3 separate regions of the Sus scrofa genome follow, and all the other regions are linked to region 3. Evidence: chromatin contacts called from public Hi-C data. All regions are on one chromosome and are shown on one strand. Each heading gives the region's core, a stretch centred on a gene start, on an enhancer-like site or on the middle of the called end of the contact. The rest is flanking DNA. Distances are from core to core; before and after follow the strand shown. Region 1 overlaps LOC106510680 (a long non-coding RNA gene). Region 2 overlaps GATA6 (GATA binding protein 6). Region 3 has its middle 180 kb from the start of GATA6.

Region 1 (3,777 bases), core at 698-3,197, 190 kb before region 3:
CTTGGCACAGAAAAGATAAAAATTTTGTGTTATTGTTTCTAGCTATATTAGTAATTTATCATCATCATAATAATAGTATGTTGGAAAGCTGGATAGAAGATGCACAGAGGAGACAGTGGGGTGAGTGTGGCACACATCTGAATTAGACCAGTCTGGTTATTTGCAAGTTCTCTTTCAGCAAATATTTATCCAGTACCTTCAATGAGCAGCACTGTTCTAGGCACTAGTGGCCAAGTGGTGAATGAGGCAGAGTCCTTGCCTTGGTGGACATTATCTGCTGACTTCAATGTCATAGGGAGGCTACAATGTCCTTTAGCAAGAGAATTTTTTGAAGCTTTTTTTTTTTTTTTTTTTTTGCCTGTTTCTATTTAGCTTTTTGAAAATTTTTTTTGGTAACAGCTTTATTGAGATACAATTCACATACCATACAATTCATCACTTTAAAGCTTATAATTCAGTGATTTTTAAAATATATTCAGAGTTGTTCAACCACAACTACGATCAATTCTAGAACATTTTCAGCACCCCAAAGAGAAATTATACCCCTAAATTGTTATTCCTCCCTCTCCACCCCACCTTCCTTCACGGCAACCAATCTTCCTGTCTCTATAGATTTTCTTATTCTGGATACTTTATACAAATGGAATCATACAATATGTTGGTTTTTTTGTAACTGGCTTCTATCACTTAGCCTAATGTTTTCAAGTTTCATCCATGTTATTGCATATATGAATTCTTGGCCCTTTTTTATGGCTGAAAACTTTTTAAAAATCTCCTAATGCATATTAAATACTAAGTTGTTGATGGATTGCTGCTTTTTTTTTTTTTAATAGTGTGTGGGGTCCTGTCTTGCCTTCTTCCTCACCACTCCTTCTCCCACCCTTCCTAAGAAGGGTTTTCTCTCCTAGTCTCTTTGAAGGCAACTGCATTCCTGCTGCTGCACATATTCCTGCTTTAACTTTAACATCCACTGAAATTTGGAACATGTGGCACCTACTTTTGCAATGACAGGAAATCTGGTTTCTGTCCTTTATTTCTTCTTAGTCCTTTCATTTTGCATCTGTGCACCCTCTGAATGTAATGGTTCCAGGATTTTCTACAGAACTTTGTAGAATTGGCCTTAGAATGGAAGCTTCAAATGATATCCAAAGATACATGAACCAGCCAAAGGAGAAAGTGTTGGGATGAAGAAAATCAGTAATGACAGCCAGGGAATTTTCACCAAATTGGAACAGACTTGTTCCTTATTCTTTATGCCTGATGGATTGAACAGTTTCCACAAGGGCTTTGTACCATCTAGGACCTGAAGATACGCTGTTTTTCCTAGCAAACTCCAGACTCTATTTTACCCTCACTTCCTTTCTTCTGGGTTTGGCCCATGCAAAGCCCACCGATAAGTTATAAATGACTTATCAAGCATTAACGTTTAGAAAGTAGACGGCTCCATAAATACCTACTTGGACTCATTAAAAAGCTACAGTGATTAAAGAGAATGATTAGTGTGGTGCCAGAGGGGAAAGAAGAAAATCCAACATCTGACTCAAACCCGGCCAGACCTCTTCTCAGGGCAGACGTTCATGTCCTGGAAGAGGATCTGGCCTGCGAGCAGGAACAGGGAGACAGAGCTTCGGAGGCGGCATCTGAGCAAACTGCACACTAGGCCTGTCAAGGGAAGAGTTATGAAAAGTGCACACGTTCTTAGAGACGATTACCCCCTTGCCCTCCACGCCTCCTTCCCAACCTCCCCTTCCACTCCCTGTTGCCCCCCTGAAACTGAAAACATTATTAAAACAGGGAAACCTATAACTGGTATGAAATGACCCTCCAATGACTGCCTAATTACATCGAAATGAAAGCCGGGGGGCTACAAATAACCCGTAACTGTCCCGGCTGTCACTGAAGAGGAGCCTGCACATGAGTCATGAGTCATGAATTAGCCACTAAGTGTTTCACGTCCAGCCACGGGCCGCCGGCCTCTGCCCTGCCCGCGCTGGCCCCTCGCGGCCTCCCACGCCAGGCCCCGCGCGGCGCTCCGAATCCCGGGTCGGGACCAGGCGGCGGGGCTCCTGCTCCAGGCGTTTGTTGTTGTTGCTCGGAGGGCGCAGGAACTCGGCGCCCCGCTCCCCCTGCAGCCCCCGGCCGGCGTGGGGGAAGTCTCCCAGGCTGCACAGGAGACAGGCTGACTGAAGGAGCGCAGCCAGCGCGGCTGCAGATAAGTTAATGTACACAGAGAGGATGTAAATTACCACGACCCTCAGCAGCAGGACATTGGCCAGGGCCCTGTCAGGGAGAGGACAAGCGGCGGCGGGCCGGGGGCTCGCTGACATCCAGCCCGAGATGGAGCCGCCAGGCGGCCCGGCCGAGGAGGACCTTTTGGAGCCAGGCTTTCCTTGAAAACAGCTGCGTGTCCCTGACACCTCCAAACTAATGCATTTTTAATCAGGGGAATTAGCTCTAGGCGTCCCATATTTTTCCAAACCCCCTCTTGCAGCCACGTCCCCGTTCCCGCCCCAGTTTAGTGACTAGCAGTCCCATTATGTTTCCTTATCGACTCTGCAGTCTCCCGCTGCTCCCACGCACTCCAGACCCAGCCACCTTTGAAAGCCTCCCCTCCCCACCCCCACCCTCCTCCTTGGCCTGTTCTCTCCAGCACAGCTTTAGCCCCCACCCTTCCCTCTGTTTATACAGTGACATCACGGCCCCTGGCTCTTCAAGACTCAGAGAAAACAGAGTTCAAAAAGGCAAACAGGAAAGCCAGCTGGTCGTAGGCACCGGGTGAGATTCGGTCCAACTGAGGCGGGACTGCACGCGTGCGATCACCCCTGTCGGAGCCCAGCTCTTTAAAATACCAAGTCCTTGGGACGCTGCTTCCCAGGCAAATGCCCATGACAGTTTTAGGGGAAATTTTATGCGAGAAACACTTGGAGGATTTAGTTTTCCAATAGCCAACGAAAGAAAAAGTAAAAAGATAAAACAGGTGAAATTAATTTAAATAATAGTATTTAACCCCATAGATCCAAAATATGCTTTGAATCAATATAAAAAACGATGAATGAGGTATTTTGTATTCTTTTTGTTATGGTAAGTCTTTGAAATCCAGTATTTTTACTCTAACAGCACTCCTCAATTTAGATGTTAGTTTTCCATTGGAAGTACTTGATTTGTATTTAGAGTTCATAAAACTTGCAGTTGGAGAAGTTGATTCACAAACCCAAGTTGTTCCAAACATACTTAAACGTTTCCCAATAACTGAATTCAGTATTAGTTTTTAAATTGAAACTAATACTGAATTTATAAAATTTATATAATAAAATTGAATTTCAATGAAATTTAAAACTCCCCCAATCACACATTTCAAATTCTTTTTTTTTTTTTTCTTCTTTTTTTAGGGCTGCACCCAGCGGCATATGCAGATTCCCAGGCTAGGGGTCCAATCAGAGCTACAGCTGCCGGCCTAGCCACAGCCACAACAACATCAGATCTGAGCCTCATCTGCGACCTACACCACAGCTCAGGGCAACGCCGGATACTTAACCCACTGAGCGAGGCCAGGGATCAAACCCACAATCTCACAATTCCTAGTCGGGTTAATTTCCGCTGTGCCATGACTGGAACTCCCATTTCAAATTCGTAACAGCCGATGCAGCTATCTGCTACCTTATCCAACAGCATACATAGTTACTTAACCTCTCCAAGTTTTGCTCTTGTTGTAAAATGGGGATAATAATATCTGCATAATGTAGGATTTTCGTAAGAATTAAATTAAAAAGAGCAATA
Region 2 (4,255 bases), core at 417-2,916, 170 kb after region 3:
GGGTGACGTGTGACTTTCGTGGCGAAGGCCAAAGTGGTCAGACAAGGAACGTGAGTGAGTTATTAGAAGGGGCTGTGAAAGAAGAAAGGGAGCCTGGCACGTAAGGAGCATGAAGATAAAATGCCAACAAAATATTTATGTTCATGGCCTGCAGCAAGTGGCAAGTGGGATATTAATAACTGTGATGATTGGCTGACTCCCTGGGAGCGGTGGGAGACGTCGGTTCCAGCCCGGGCTTCAACGCGGACTTGGTTTGTGACCTTCTGGAGTCATTCTGGATCCTGGTTTATAAATGAGGCGATAATAATACCTAAATGCAACGCTCACAGACCCTCGTGGGAGATTAATGCCTTTCTGCTTTTTTAATTTAGTAAAAGATATCTTGGACTATAAACTCTGGGGAGAAAATGGACACTTTCCTCTTAAGAAATGCATTTTTAATGATTTTGTAAAAAAAAATCAAAGGCAAGTTGGACATTTCTGAAAGTTCCAACTAACTAGCACTTAGTGTGTATGGGTTTAAATAACACCATCAGGAGGATTTTAGTACCACAATCTGTATTTCATATTTTAAGGGAGAATTTTTTTTTTTTTTTTTTCATTTTTTGGCTGCACCAAAGTTCCCAGGCCAGGGATCGAACCTGCGTCAGTCACAGCAACAACCCAAGCCACTGCAGTGACAATGCCAGGTCCTTAACCTGCTAAGCCACACAAAAACTCTCATTTTAAAGGAGACTTTTTATCTTCACATTAACAGTAAGCTTTACTACCTATTATCTTTTCTATTATCCAACTAGCAAAGCCCTAGAACTATAAAGTATTATATCAGTAAGTATAACGTTTAAGAAGAAAATTCATATATACAATGCTCCTTACATGTTTGGTTATAAGCAAATCACTTTTCAGATGTTATTTTCATGGCTATATTTGATACTGAAATAGCTAACCAAAATTAGATTTCTTTGAGGAAATGTTATTTCTTCTCTCTAAAGACTTCAACATCACATATTCTATCATATAGTAATCCAGTGTGCCTTAGTAATAAAAACATTGGCTCTGACTCTGCCAGACCTGGGTCCAAATCCAGCCTCTAAATCTGGTACATAGCCTTGGGCCTATTCTTACTGAGTCTCACTCCCCCAAATGGAAAAAGGAAATAAAAACACCTCATTTGTAGAGTGATAATCGGGAATTTAAAAGGTACACGAAACACCTGGCACATAAAAGTCACCTGACAGAAGCTAGTTCCCTGCCTGCCTTCGTCCACTATCTCATAAATAAGAAAACTCCCCCAGAGTTCCCATCGTGTGCGCGGCGGAAACAAATCCGACTAGGGACTATGAGGTGGAGGATTGGATCCCTGGCCTTGCTTAGTGGGTTAAGGATATGGAGTTTCCATGAGCTGTGGTGTAGGTCGAAGACGCGGCTTGGATCCTGCATTGCTGTGGCTGTGGTATAGGCCAGCAGCTATAGCTCTGATGAGACCCCTAGCCTGGGAACCTCCATATGCCACAGGTACGACCCTAAAAGGACAAAAAGAAAAGAAAACTCCCCCAAAGCAACCATATGATGACTAATTGCAGGACTAATCCATTAATGTCTGGCTTTCGGGCACCCTAAAGATGTGTGTGGAATATCTGAGGTAAGAGGCAGGCAGCCTGGTGAACCTCTCCTTTTTTTTCTTTTTTTTTATTGAAGGAGAGTTGATTTATAAGCTTGTGTTCATTTCAGGTGTACAGCAAAGTGATCCGGTTATACATACACACATATATGTATCTTTTCCAGATTCTTTTCCATTGTAAATATATTCTTTTCCAATACATATACATAATATCTATTTTCCAATATACATGATATTGAGTACAGTTTCCTGTGTTCTCCAGGAGGTCCTTGTTGATCTATTTTCTATACAGTAGTGTGTCCCTGGTAACCCCAGACTCCTTTCCTCCCTCCCCCCACCCCCGAATCTTTTCTTCTCAGTCAAGTTGCCAAGTGAAAGCAATGCATACTGGATAGAAATCCTTCGTGAATGTTCCTGTCGTCTATTTAACTATTAAAGGAAGAGTTACTAATAGAAGGAAGCTATTATTTTGTGACCAATCATAATGTCATAGTAAATCCAAATTGATTCAATTTCTTGGAGGAAAAAAAAGCAGTAGACTATAACCTTGCTCATAAAGAAAGAGGCGACTCAAGCGATGTTTTCCAATTTTCATCATAGGATGCGAATATTAACCTATAAAATAAAATCTATAGAAAGAATTTTAAATATGAACCTACAAAGTGCTTAACCTTTCTTTCTTCAGAGATGTCTATAAAGACATCCAGAAATCACAACAAACATCAGTCCCTCAATCAGTGCCCAGCTACAGGCACTTAACTCTTTCAAACCACTTTTAGTACAAGATTTAACACCACGCAACTCAGAGCTATTTCTTCTGACAAGGTCACTGTGATTACCAAGGAGTGATTGCAGTAGTCTCTCTAGACCCACAGCATCCCAGAAGGATCAAAGCAGCAGCAATGAAAATATCTACTTCATACCCAGAAAAGGACCCCCCAAAGTGGGTAAGACCCCACCCAAGGCAGAGAGCCAGCCAGAGAGGTATCTGAGATGAACAGGAGTCCAAGGCTGCCTGTTCTCCTCACGGATGTTGTCTGTCACCAACAACAAAGGCCAGGAAAACGAATTCCTATCACCAACACGCCATTCCATTCTCCGAAGGGTCACCAGGCAGACACTAGGAGCTAAACTTTCGAAGTCCTGAGGCCACTAGCTCCAAGGAAGTGGTTTTCCGTACCAGTTGTGAGAGGAAACCCTGCTTGTAAAAGGTAGAACCAGGAGCATGCCTGTGTGTGTTTATACAATTATCAACATACTCCTGGTTAAGAACTTATTCATTGTTGGACTGCAGCACAGAGACGAACACATTCATCACTGCATGGGGTGTTAGAGAAAGTCCGTCATTTAGAAATGAACATAGTGTGGCCCCCACTTAAGGCTGACCTAATATTGACTTGAAATACTTAAATATTGGCCTTTCACCTAATTTATCCATCTCATCGCCTGCCTTTGGCTTTTTCTACCCTCCACTCAGCCACACTGAATTCCTAAAACTGTGTCCCTCAAGATAGCCAGCTCTCTTCCTGGGGGCCTCTATTCCACTTTTCCCCCCGGCAAAAACCCTACACAACGAATTCAAATCTCCTCTCCTCTGCCATTTGCAACTCTGCTGTCAGAATTCATGGCTCCATACTTTCAACTCCTACGTTGTTGCTCACTTAAAGCACTTCCAAATCTGATCAACAGTGAGAATGGACTAAACCTACAGGCCCCCACCACTAGCAACCAATCTGATGTCCATCCAGAACCTTATTTTACTCGGTAAACAGGGCCTCCAATACTGCAATACTTCTTAAATGGAACACTAACCATAAAAGGCAAGGGCTAGTCAGATATACTTCGTCTCTGTTTATTTCAACATTACATGTTTAATGACGTCAACATTATACTTGCAATTTTAATATGAACTTAAGTAGCTTTAATTTTGTTGAAGGATTATCTATAGAACTACTTTGAGGCAGGCCGATATGTTCAGGGATTTCTTTTCTTTTCTTTTTTTTCTTTTTTTTTTTTTTTGTCTTTTGTCTTTTGTCCTTTTAGGGCAACATTCATGGCATATGGAGATTCCCAGGGTAAGGGTCCAATAGGAGCTGTAGCTGCCGGCCTACACCACAGCTCGCAGCCAGCAACACCGGATCCTAATCCCACTGAGTGAGGCCAGGGATCAAACCCAAAACCTCATGGTTCCTAGTCAGATTTGTTTCTGCTGTGCCACGACAGGAACTCCTGTTAAGTGATTTCTTATTCTCTGACATTGTCTTAGTGTTCATTTTACCACCAAATTAATCCTCCCTGTCCCAAGGGAAATTAAGAGAAATACCTTTTATCTACACAATTTAGGGATTGAGTTATAAAGTTTATATGCTATATAATACATACATATATGAGTATATATACATTTTTATATATGTAAAGTACCCTCCAGTTTAACCAATTTTTAGTTACAGGTCATAAGAGGGATAGAAATATATCTTAAATCTTACTGGGAACTTGCTAAAATAGAAAGTTATCATATACGCCTCCCAATAATAGCAACAACGCCGTAAAACTTAACTCAGTCAATAAATGGGATTCAAGAAAAGATTTAAATTATTCTGACAGTCCAGAGAGAATACAAATATCAAGGAAATC
Region 3 (4,260 bases), core at 1,696-4,195:
GTCCCTTGCAGGGAGAGCAGGACTCTGAACTTGAGGTTGATTCACATGGGCCTATCTTAGCAAAAATTTTTCTCAACAGTCGAGACCTAGAGCTACATGCTGCTGTCTGAGTGTGGGGAGAGGATTTAGAAACGACATTGTGTGGTGCCTACAAGTGGTGCTATTCCATGCTGATTAAGAGTCCAGCCTTTTGCCAAGCCTGTGCCCCTTCAGCTGCCACCATCCAGACTTTATCTGTCCTCAGGGACAGTCCCCAGAGCCCCTGACCCCTGAGGCTCACCACAGTCATTCCCACCCACCCCATCTCTCCTTTTTCAGGGACACCCCAGCAGCTGCAGTCACTTGATATGAGTTTAAGGAGGATGACAGGTTATTAAAGAAAAGACGTGGAGTTCCCATCATGGCTCAGTGGTTAACAACTGGGAACCATGAAGTTGAGGGTTAGATCCCTGGCCTCGCTCAGTGGGTTAAGGATCCGGTGTCATGAGCTGTGGTGTAGGTTGCAGATGCGGCTTGGATCCCGCATTGCTGTGGCTGTGACGTAGGCTGGGGGCTACAGCTCCAATTCGACCCCTAGCCTGGGAACCTCCATATGCCGCGGGAGCGGCCCTAGAAAAGGCAAAAAGACTAAATAAATAAATAAATAAATATTTAAAAAGTAAACAAAAGACTTCATTTCTTGCTACTCATCCTAAGTGGACTTGTCTGTTTCCCTCCTTCCTACACACACGCACGTATGTACCCACACATGGGCATAAGCTGGTGTGCAGAGGAAAAGCCCAGACCTTAACAAAATTACTCCCCTTCTTTGAGTTTCTTTGTCCCTTCCTCAAATTGGAGGTGATGTAACCTATCTAAATGAGGGGCCATTTTGAGGCTGGGGTGCCGAGTTCATACCAAATATCCCCTTCCTAGTAGCTTTTCTCCAAATTATTTAATAGATCTTATGAAATGTCTTGATTGGTTTTGCCACTGACTTTTCCGTATGAAGACATACGAGAGGCAGGAGAGTGTAGGAGTTCAAAGTGCTGCTCTAAATTCATTTCTGTTTCTTTGCTGTGTGGCCCTGGGCAAGGGACATAACCGCTTTCTGACTTCATTTCTTCATCTATAAAATTGGGGATAACAGGGACCCAGCTCACTGACGTGTTGTGAGGATTAAATGAGATCATGTAAGCAGGCCTTCAGCATAGGGCCTGGCCTATCATACATGTCCAGTAAGAATTAGCAGTTTTAATATGATTATTATTGTTATTTATTATCATGGCTGAGCAAGAAGCAGAGGACAATTGACACCACCAGTAGAGATGGGCTCTGAGCGATTTTCATGTGCTGAGGAAAATCCTCCTTTGCCCGTCCCTTCTTACACTGTCCAGTGGGCAGCTGGAGTTGTCTGCCTTGTGGACACTTTATTCTAAGAAGCTTATTCAGTGTGCTGACGGCTTTTGATCTCCCTGATTTTGACTCGTAGAACATCAAGAGGAAAATACTGCGTGATGTGTGTGTCATGATATCGTGGTTTCCTTCTAACAGGAGCAGGAAAGATAATACCATGGGTACTGCAGGCTTGTTGTGTAGCTATCTGAATGGAGGGATCCAAGCCCTAAAACCAACACCATTTACCCAATTGTCTTTGAAGAAAAGTAACTGTTAATCATAAAGTGGAAAGAATCTTTGGGAAAACTTTATCAGTATTATCAGCCTATTAGTTTAACATGGTCTAATCCTTCCCCAGACTATTTACTCAGGCACATTAAGGGCTTCTGGGTTAACCCTCCCCGTACTGTGGGGCTCCAGTTGGGGGCAACCTGTTCTCATTGGCTGTTTTTACCCAGAATGTGAAGGATACACGATCACCTTGTGCAAAGAACAAGAAGAACATTCTGGTGTCAGTGCCAGCAGCTCCCGTGTTTTCACTTCCAGCAAATACCAAGTCCTTCCATCTTTCACCCGCTTATATGTGGAGAGACTGAACAAAACGTTCTGACATGAGCTTGTTTCAAAACGTCTACCAGGGAAGCAACTTGAGAGATTGAGTAGGGAGGCTGTGGGTGTATTACCCTGGTCATGCTTAAGGAACTTGGAAAACAGAGTCCGAAAATGAGGTGGAGGTGGGGAAAATGACGGCAGAGATAACTTGGCAGTGACACAAAAGCGAACCAACAAAACAACAGCACAACCTGAAAGGAGAATTGAAGAGGCTGAGCAGGGAAAGGGGATGTCAGGTTGACAACTTAGCTAGAAATCTGGACACTGTAAGAGACAATTTAGTGCTGGGTCATGCCCTGGGCTGAATTTATTGCTGCTTTCCTTGTTAACTCGCCTCATGTTTAAAGTCAAAACTGCCATGGGGATTTTATCATCTCCATCATGTATGATCTGCCTTAAAATACGAACCCCGAAGGAAGTCTCCTCCGCTCTGAGGTTTCTTACCCTAAGCGGCAGGATGATGCGCTTCCCATCAAAGAGGGAAAAGCAGAGGATTTAAGGATGCTGAGGTAGATATTTTTTAGGTAGTGGATTTGAAAGGAGGTTCTGAATTCGGCCTGTGCTCTGAGAAATCAGCGAGGCAGGGAGGAGGAGGGAGTGGGCTGGCCTGAGGGACGATGGCAGGGACACAGGTGAGGGTGGACACGTGGAGGCCAGTAAAGGAGTAGGGCGGAGCGCGCCGACCTCCGGGCGGCCTGGGACTGAGGTCCAGCCTTTGCCACTTGCCAGGGCTTGTGCTGCCAAAGACAGAGGGGCCAGATGATTCTGCTCCCTGCTCGCCCCTCAGGAGATTAAAAAGTAAACCCTAATTTGAAGCTACGTTTTGTCAGTTTCAGGTGAGTAGAAAAGATTTCCTCCGGAGCCAACGATAATATCACAAATGAGGTGCGTTAAGAATCCAGCCGGGACCTCACGCTTGGGCGCTCCCCTCTCTTTGGTGTCCCGGAAGCGGGCGCCGGGGATGCAACAGAAAAGCGGAGAGGCGAGGTCTCCAGCCTCTTCTCCAACTCTGGGAGGCCGCAGTTCGTAGGGCGAAATTGAAAATGCACAACGTGCCGCCTCGGGAGGCTAATGATGTTTATGCAGACATACCACGCCGGTGGAACGGTCCCAACATTCCGCTCACGGCGCAGGGGAGAGGAGGTGGGGGCGCGGCCGGGCCGCCCCTCCCCCGCCGCCTTCCTGCGCCGCAACCTGGACTTGACCCCCGAGAGCCTGGCGCGCCGCGGCCGGGGCCGCCCCGCCGGAGCCGGGCCGCCCCGGCCGGCGTCGCCCCGCCGCGCTCGCCGAGCCCGACGCGGAGTAGCCTGAACGCGAGCCGGTCCAGTGTGGAAATGTTTCACACGTCCGCACCCCTGGTTTGATGGAGGGGGGGCGCTGGAGTGCAGACGGAGCAGAAAGGGGTTCTGTCGCCAAAGACTGAGAGGGTCGGGAGCAGAGAAGGGCTGTGTGAGCCCCGGGTTGGATTCGACCCCAGAACCCTGGGCAGCCCCCGCTGGGTAATTCCAGGAGAGTAGAGTCGTTCGTTCCCACTCTCTGCCCTTCCAAGTCCCAACTGTAAAGCGGGGCATTAGCCTGGGACGTTTTCAAGGGCCCTCCAGCCCTGACATGCTGTGATTCTTCTAAGCCTGTGTGAGTTGTCTCATGTGGATCAAGACTCCTGGCAAAAGGAAAAATAACTCCATAACAGGGGATCCGCTAAAGCTCAGCTCTAGAATGGACGCCCCCTACCCGCCCCCAACAAAAAGTTTCAGATAACCCCAAACACTAGAATCCGGTGCATTTTAACTCTGTTAACTCTTTCGAGTTTATTTATTTCTTTAGTAACAAAGGTAATTGATTAGAGTTAGTGCTGGGGAGAAAAAAAAAGTGTTCCTGGGTCATTTGTCTTTTGGAGGAAACGTAAATCCATAAATCCTCTAAGAAATAAAACTCTCTTCATTTCCCAAGTAGGCAGATCTTCCCAAGTTTTTCTTCAACCTAAATCTTTGCCCTTAGCCACCTAACATCAGTGGCTTTCTTTTCCTGAGAGCCATATAATCTTTCAATAAAGGGAGAAAAGAAAGCTCCACTCTTCCTGTGAAAGATGTGCCCAGGAAGAAAGATATTTAGATTTTATTTTGAGAGGGTTTTTAATCTGAAACAGAATTTTTTAATAGCCTAGTAAAGTATGTAAGATAATTTATAAACTAGGTGTTACACAAATGATGATGCTTGAAGTTATCTCTGGTTGGGAAAACGAACATAAGATCTTCCAGTTACACCATGGAA

What was found. Hi-C and Micro-C count contacts between places; a contact is called where the count stands out from the background.
Region 1: a contact with region 3 is called in a Hi-C map of fetal heart ventricle, with 3 times the contacts expected there. The contact joins two enhancer-like sites. A contact is called at or near these places in 2 of 47 Hi-C or Micro-C datasets (fetal heart ventricle and heart right ventricle) and 1 of 2 datasets of contacts at active chromatin or transcription factors (skeletal muscle).
Region 2: a contact with region 3 is called in a Hi-C map of omental adipose tissue, with 1.7 times the contacts expected there. The contact joins two enhancer-like sites. A contact is called at or near these places in 2 of 47 Hi-C or Micro-C datasets (fetal heart ventricle and omental adipose tissue).

Annotation. Positions count from the first base shown.
Region 1 is chr6:107,655,626-107,659,402 of Sscrofa11.1, reverse strand. The region is part of intron 3 of LOC106510680 (a long non-coding RNA gene); the gene reads left to right. Among named protein-coding and RNA genes, the nearest start is that of RBBP8, 270 kb to the left of the region's middle. Within about 2 kb of position 1,947, at least 35 of the 83 cell types and tissues checked have an H3K27ac peak or open chromatin away from gene starts, as enhancers often do. A contact at or near this core is called in skeletal muscle, where this site is marked.
Region 2 is chr6:107,298,617-107,302,871 of Sscrofa11.1, reverse strand. The region is part of intron 5 of GATA6 (GATA binding protein 6); the gene reads right to left. Among named protein-coding and RNA genes, the nearest start is that of GATA6, 16 kb to the right of the region's middle. Within about 2 kb of position 1,666, at least 18 of the 83 cell types and tissues checked have an H3K27ac peak or open chromatin away from gene starts, as enhancers often do. A contact at or near this core is called in omental adipose tissue, where this site is marked.
Region 3 is chr6:107,465,541-107,469,800 of Sscrofa11.1, reverse strand. No RefSeq gene overlaps it. Among named protein-coding and RNA genes, the nearest start is that of GATA6, 180 kb to the right of the region's middle. Within about 2 kb of position 2,945, at least 17 of the 83 cell types and tissues checked have an H3K27ac peak or open chromatin away from gene starts, as enhancers often do. A contact at or near this core is called in omental adipose tissue and skeletal muscle, where this site is marked.